2 separate regions of the Drosophila melanogaster genome follow, and region 2 is linked to region 1. A link is a contact called in public Hi-C data. All regions are on one chromosome and are shown on one strand. The core of a region is the stretch at or near the end of the contact, and the rest is flanking DNA. Distances in the headings are between cores, read along the strand shown. Region 1 holds the start of beta-Man (beta-Mannosidase). Region 2 holds the start of CG9776.

The links. A called contact is a pair of places that touch in the nucleus more often than the background predicts.
Region 2: a contact with region 1 is called in a Hi-C map of the OSC cell line, with 3 times the contacts expected there. A contact is called at or near these places in 6 of 107 Hi-C or Micro-C datasets (the Kc167 cell line, the ML-DmBG3-c2 cell line, the OSC cell line and 2 more).

What each region holds. Positions count from the first base shown.
Region 1 is chr3R:4,195,125-4,198,787 of dm6, forward strand. It overlaps beta-Man (beta-Mannosidase), which reads left to right and starts at 2,082. Exons shown (of 9, transcript NM_141179.4): 1 at 2,082-2,438; 2 at 2,613-2,747; 3 at 3,135-3,648. The coding sequence starts at 2,291. It also overlaps the pseudogene CR33294.
Region 2 is chr3R:4,332,001-4,335,663 of dm6, forward strand. CG9776 reads right to left here and starts at 2,071. Exons shown (of 7, transcript NM_141198.4): 1 at 1,222-2,071; 2 at 992-1,159; 3 at 290-477; 4 at 1-224. The coding sequence starts at 1,912. It overlaps Skp2 (S-phase kinase-associated protein 2), which reads right to left. Exons shown (of 5, transcript NM_164340.4): 5 at 2,879-3,663. The coding sequence ends at 3,543. CG14645 reads left to right here and starts at 3,098. Exons shown (of 1, transcript NM_144068.3): 1 at 3,098-3,506. The coding sequence starts at 3,117. The coding sequence ends at 3,410.

The DNA of each region.
Region 1 (3,663 bases), core at 832-3,331:
CTAAGGGATTCATACCGATACTCCAATTGATTGCCTATCAGCTTCCGTTTGTTCCCCAAAATTGGGACGAAAATATCGATGTTTTTATATTTTAGCCAAGTGACACAAGCCATGGCAACTAAAACCGCTTTGGACGTGTTTCGTAGTCTACGCACAGGAAACCATACAATGGGAGCTCTTATATGGCAGTTAAACGATGTTTGGGTGGCTCCAACTTGGTCCTGCATCGACTTCTACGGAAACCCTAAGCTATTATACTACTGGACCAAGGAACTTCTTGCCCCAACGAGTGTTATAGCCCTATACGAAAAAACCTCAATATCACGCTTACAAGAGAGGACTTCTCCGAGCATAGAGACTCGCGGTTATACCATGTACTGGTGAACACCTATCTATGGACGGGCTCGATTCCTAAGAAGACTATTGCTCGCCCTTTTGGACTGGTGAGACACCCAAGACATTATATTGGCAATAATATCATCTACCAAGGGCTCATTTACAGGGCTCCAATAAACTTGAGATGCGGCAAATACCTTTGGAATATTTGCTGTACATAAACATTTGAAGGAAGAACTGTTTTTGGAAATCATTTTGGAGGACGAATACGGCAACTCTGTGACTAGAAACTTTTTTTACCCCGTACCCTTTAAAAAAATTATGGGCATTAAAGATTCAGAACTAACAGTAAGTGTGCCCCTCTTTTTAAAACGCCTAATATTTGCTATTTTCTTACTTGTATGTAAGTCAAACAGCTGGAGGTCGAAGGTCAGGACTGCAAAGCGGCAACATCCCCTTATGCAAATAGTTTTAGTTTGCGCATTACTGTCAGATATCCGGCTCTACTTGTATACCTCGAGCTATTGCATCCTTATTATGTCAAGGAGCGGCACAAGTTCTCGACAAATGGCTTTACTCAAACCCAGCCAAAAAAGACGATACACCTAGTGATCGAAAGCGACTCGGTATGCATGACTTTAACAACCGACCACATTAAAGTTCAAACGATTAATCAGTATTTAATATAAACCATGTTTTACTAAGTTGAAAATGCTGCACAATATTTAAAATATACCTAAAGCAGAACATACTTCCGAAATTGTTTTTTTTTTCAGGGACCCCTGTCAACACATGTTAAAATATATATACATTAATATACATACATATTAAAAATTTGATTTGATGAAAATCGAACATTGTTTTTTTCTTAATATTTCCAAAATCATTATGATTATAAGACCATCATATTTTTCGCAAAAATTAAACAAAACTCTTAAGAAGGGGTCTCTCGATGACTAAATTATATTTATATTATTTGTTCACAAGTTAATTAATATTTAAATTTAATTTTAAATACATAAACATTTTGCAGTTTTGGGCGCGTGGCAAAAAGTTTTTTGGCAAATCAATAAAAGTGTATAAGAATAATGAAAATATGAAAAATTTCAAAACATTTTTCAAAAGTATGGGCGTAGAAGTTTTGAGCGGTTTGTGGGTGTTGCAAAAATATTCTTTGGCAAATAGATAAAAATTTACAAGACTAATAAAAATATGAAAAATATCAAAACATTTCTCAAAAGTGTGGCCGTGACAGTTCTGGGCGGTGTATCGCCTACGTCCCTAAAATATGTATTATACATACATACATATACATACATACATATAATACCTATATACATTGTATTCATGCAGAAAGAAGCGTTTCCGACCATATTAAATTATATTTATATTTATTATTTATATATTACTCGTAGAGTTAAAGGGTATACTAGATTCGTTGAAAAGTATGTAACAGGCAGATCCAACCATATAAAGTATATATATTTTAGATCAGGAATAATAGCCGAGTCGATCTGGCCATGTTCGTATATCCGTCCGTCCGTATGAACGTCAAAATCTCAGGATCTATAATAGCTAGTAGGTAATAGTATTTTTTCTCGATTTCGTGTTTAGGTGCGCTTTATAAGTTCCGACAAGGCGTATGTATATTTGATCTGGCTCACTTGAACACGAAATTCTGAGTAACAGCTGATGCGCGCAGAGGTTCGTTACGTTGAAAATACTTTCATTATCGATATGTATGCGTTCCTTAGCTCTCTGCTTTCAAAAGAGACGTACTCTCACTTGCTGCTCCAACGATCGGATCTGAATCGTCGGGCAAAGCGATACATTCGTTGTTCGTGAGTCAGTGGAAGAACTCCACGTTTTGCTGAACGCTCAGAGTGCTTTTTGTCGAACAGAGGAGTCGTCTTTAAAGTAGCTCCTCTGAATTGAAACGACCACTTCTTTCCAGATGAAGTACGGATGCGGATTACTCAGGAATGGCACCACGGGCGCTGTTATGGTCGGATTAGTTTGTGGCCTTTATGTTTGCAGCGGCCAATGTGATAAGGTGGAAGTAATAGAGCTGAGCAATTGGACGATAACTAATCAGAATGGCTGTGAGTACCATAAATTCAGAGCTGCACAAAAGCCCTTTGCAAAATAATCTAAAACGATATTTCAAGTTGAAAAAGTTGAAAAGGGAAGTCCATCAACTAAATGTGCCCTGGAGGAGCGCGTTTTCCCATTGGCAACTGTCTTGCTACTTAATATAAGTGTTCCTTTCCCCACAGCCCTGACTATTGCCAACCAAACGTTGCCCTTGGGCATATACAGTGCCTTCGCACCCCAAGTGCTGGACTCCTACAACGACGTCGGTCTGCGTTACTTGGCCTACGACAACTTTACCTTCTCCAATTTCTTTCAGTGTAAGTTTTAGCAAGATTCCCTTTACTTCGCTTTTAGAGTTCGATTGAAAAAAAACAATCATATATATATATTAGTTTACCTGACTGTTATGATATATGAGTTTTAAAGACTAGGCATCTGCTATTGAAGTTTCTGGTCTAATTTAAATCCCCAAAAAAAGAGTATCCTTTTATACGTATTTTAACCATAGCTTTCCAAATATCTATTTTCCTTAACGGGTTTGTGGTGCTATCAAAAATTTTTGCGTCGGAAAAAATTGATCCTGATCAATAACATCTTGTTACATTTTTAAGGAATTTAAAACTCACTTAATTTAATTCCCCAATTGATATAAAGGCATTTATTTAGGTATTACTTCTTTCCTTTTCTGATAATGACTGACTAAGTCGACGTTCATCACTTCAATCGCGGCCACATCAACCTGACGTTTCACGGCATTGACACGGTGTCGGAAATCCGGCTGAACCATCAACTGCTGGGACGCACGGACAACATGTTTGTCCGCTACTCTTACGAAGTGAGTTCCCTGCTCCAAGCGGAAAACTTTCTGGAAGTTGAGATCCAATCTCCAGTTGTGGCTGCTTTGGCAAGAGCCAATGCTTTAAAAGAAGCTAAAAAGAGCGTGCCTCCCGAATGCCCCAACGAGCGCTACCATGGTGAGTGCCACATGAACATGCTGCGGAAGATGCAGGCTAGCTTTTCCTGGGACTGGGGTCCTGCAGCTCCCTCTGCTGGAATCTGGAAAAACGTGGAGCTGGAAATCTACGAGGTGGCGGTTATTCGTGAGGTGGATGTGGACGTTAGCCGCGTCAATGGTTCGTACTGGAACATGCATATTCGCTGCTTCCTGGACGCGGGAGGCTGGCAAAACTTCAATGGAAGACTCGTCCTATATGCTGTGTAAGTAAACAAGCT
Region 2 (3,663 bases), core at 821-3,320, 140 kb after region 1:
TTATCGGATGACGAATCGGAAGCAGTACTAGATGATGAGCTGGATTCAGAGCTATCTGCAGAACTCTCACTGGAGGAGTGCGAGCGACTATCCTGTTGTTCCGGTTGAGTCTTGCCATGGGACTTTTGGTTAGATGGTTCATCTTCAACTTCTTCGTAGCCAATTATGCCGTTCAGCATATCTATAACGTTTTCAATTGTGTCAAGTTTCTTCTTAATTTGCATCTATACAGGATGAAAACAGGTTACATAGAGTGGCTAACAGATAAGGTTTTGGGATCCCAATTCACCTGCAGGCGGTCGTTTTCTTCGATGAAATTCTTTGTGGTTGGCGAGGGTGGGGCATCGCCTGCTGCCAGGTCCTCGCGCTGGTCCTTAAGTACTTTCATTTCCTTCTTGAGCAGCGATACCTTTTTGACATAGTTAGCGCGCTGTTTCTTAAGCTCGTCCTTTTGCTTCTCCGCTTCTTGGGCAACAGCTGCCGATCGACGGTATATATATGGGGGATAAATATATAGGTTTTAATTAATAAACATTCTTCCTAGATAAATAAAAGTTAAAATTTCATTTACAAATGCATTCTCGAGTGCATTTCATCGGCTAATTACACTCGGATGCAGTCGCCGTGATTGCTTGTTCTGCCAGTCCTCGTTGAATGAAGAGCCAGTTGGGGCGGCGGTCGTCCAGGTTGGCGTAATTGTTTGTTTCGACTGCCACACAAAAACGGAAACTCTGCATTTTCTTTTTGAAACGAATTAACATTTCGAGACTATCGCTCGGGTTGGTCTTGGTTAGTTCTTGCAGCGCGTGTACTTCTAGATTCTGATTAATCTGATCTTTACCCTAGACTTTTGGTAATTTCTGGTATGCGATTCATTTGCGCGCAATTAAGTTACAAGTACAAGTAATCATGACAACAGTAATAAAACAATGTGAGAGGTTTGCATGTGAATGTTCGTAGTGATCACATTGTAATTCATTTCCACACTTACCATCCTGAGGCGTCAAACCTGCGCCTTCGAGCGCTGGCACCGACTGCTCCTCGCCTATCGTCTTGCCAGAGAGAGTTTCGCGGGCCTTCTGTGGCTGGATCAGGGAGTCTGAAGCGGATGGCTGGACCCCAGAAATAGGCTGGTTAATCCACACCTGCTGACCGTACACTGCAGGAAATAATATGCTTAATAAATGAAGGGCTTTTGGCGTTAAATGTCTAGAAACGTACCATTTACGTCCCACGCGCTTGTGGGAGGCGGACCGTAGCCAGAGCCAAAAGAGCTTTGGTCCGGCGGGGCACCTGGAATACCGTACCCCGGTCCCTGAGGTGGAAACGAGTTAGGCGGAATTCCATATTGGTGACCGTAAACATCTGGTGGAGCGACGTATGATCCGTAGATATGTGCGGCCATAGCTCCATAGCCAGGGGTCATTTGAGGATGTGGTCCTCCATGCGGAGGGGGCACTGGCGGCGACGACGGTTTTTTTTTTGGTGACCATCGACCTCCCCGTCGGGGCGACATGCTGCGGGACCGGGATCGTCCGTACCGTCGTCCGCGACGTGGCGGAGAGCGCCGGCGTTCGGGGGAGCGTCGCCGATCACGATCAAAGCGCCGTCGGGAGTACCGCCCATAATCGGGCGAATCGTAACGACGACGCGGTGGAGTCAGCGAGCGGGACAGGGAATGCCTTCGCCGGGTGTTCGACGGCGATGTGTTGCGGGAATCCGACCGACCACGGGATGTGGAACGGCGCCTGGAATTCGACTTGCCGCGCTTTCCCGACCCACTGCTCCTGGGCTCGCAGTTCTCGTTTCCGCTTTTCTCATCGACGCCGGGTGGCCCTGGAAGCAGATCATGATCGACCGCGTTACCGAGACGCCTATCCCCCAGCTGTATCGTAGCCGAGTCTTCATCCATCTAAAAGCCGAAAAGTGTCTTTTCGACTTAAAAACGCAATTTTGGACTAAGATCAATAGCAGATCGGTGTTTTTCTGGCAAATTCCGAAATTACGTGTGTGAAGCAAAATAGTGCAATACAGGCGAACCTGAACCTGATAGTTATCGATACTATCGATGTTGTCACGTATTGGCCAACATCGATGACAAGGGAGTTACAATCGACGAATGTTTACTCTTTGGCTTAATAGCCTATTCACACCAAAGGCAAAAGGTAAGTTATAGTTAAATACTATTAAGTACCGACATTGGTACAAATTTGTCTAAAGTGATTTCCCAAGAAGTGTGGAAAACGCCGAAATGTCCACCCCGTTAAGCATACTAGCACCAAAAGAATTTTTACTTTTGTAACGCACTTTAAATTTCCGTTAATATATAAAAAAATTACCAATTGGAGGGATGACTCAAAATAGTTTCAATTTTATATTTCTACCCGTTACTCGTAGAGTAATAGAGTATACTAGATTCGTTGAAACAGGCAGAAGGAAGCGTTCCCGACCATATGAAGTACATATATTCTTGACCAGGATCAATAGCCGATCTGGCCATGTACGTCTGTCCGTATGAAAGTCGAGATCTCAGGAACTATAAAAGCTAGAAGGTTGAGATTAAGCATACAGATTCTAGAGACAAATACCCAGCGCAAGTTAGTTGACCCATGTTGCCACGGGTGACGGGTATCTGATAGTCGAGGAACTCGACCATAGCCTTCTCTCTTGCTTTAGTTACTTTTATATTGCTGAATCTTTAAATTTGGCAGGCTGTCCAATACGAACTTTGTTCTTGAACCTATGATTACGAACTAGATCGAAAATATTTATATTTGTCGTTTCCCTATATGATTTTGTTTTGAATTGGCTTGATTATGCTTTCCTTGATAAAAGACATATTTTTTGTTTATTTTCTTAAATATTTAATATAGTATAAAAACAATGAATTTTTAAATGGAAAATTGGGTGACTCATTGTACCTTTTTTAGTTTGAACAGATTGGAGTCAAGGGCAAGTACTGTTATCTTTTCCTTCCTCTCTCGAGTGTTTACATTAATGCCAATTTATAAAAGCATTTTCTGGTAGTAGCTGCACTTGGATACTATACCGCTGCAACTATGTAACTATAAAAGGCTTCGAGTACTTCCAGTAGACCATAGAACATTTTTTGAAAGATGAAGGTTCAGCTCGCTCTAACCTCCCTACTAGTGATTTCTTTTGGCATTGCCCTCGCCTATGATGGTGACGGACAGCCGGGTTGCAAGACCCAAGCCGAGCTAGACATTGTAGTTTTCCGCAACAATTGGGATGCCACATCGTATTGGAAGTGTGAGACACTTAACAAACCAGCCATTGAAATCAAGTGCCCCAGCGAAACAGGATTCATGGATAGTCTCAAGAACTGCGTCAACTGGGAGGAATGGGAATGGGAGAAACCAGTGGAGCCCCTTAGCGAAGCGGATCAGTGACCAAACGCACAAAAATAAGAACAGCTAAATGTGATTATTTATGTTGTTGAATTGAGAATAAAATAACTGCGTTACGGGTGGCTTACGCAGCAAAACAAATTCAAATGGTAACGGAAGCAGCAGAGTCGAGACTTAGTCGCGCGTGCGCAGACCCCAAATGGAGGTGCGTCGCGTGCCAACAGTCGGGCGGGATACCGAACTGTGAATGAATTTGTTTATACCCATTTTTGGCAGTTGTTTCTCAAGGACTTCC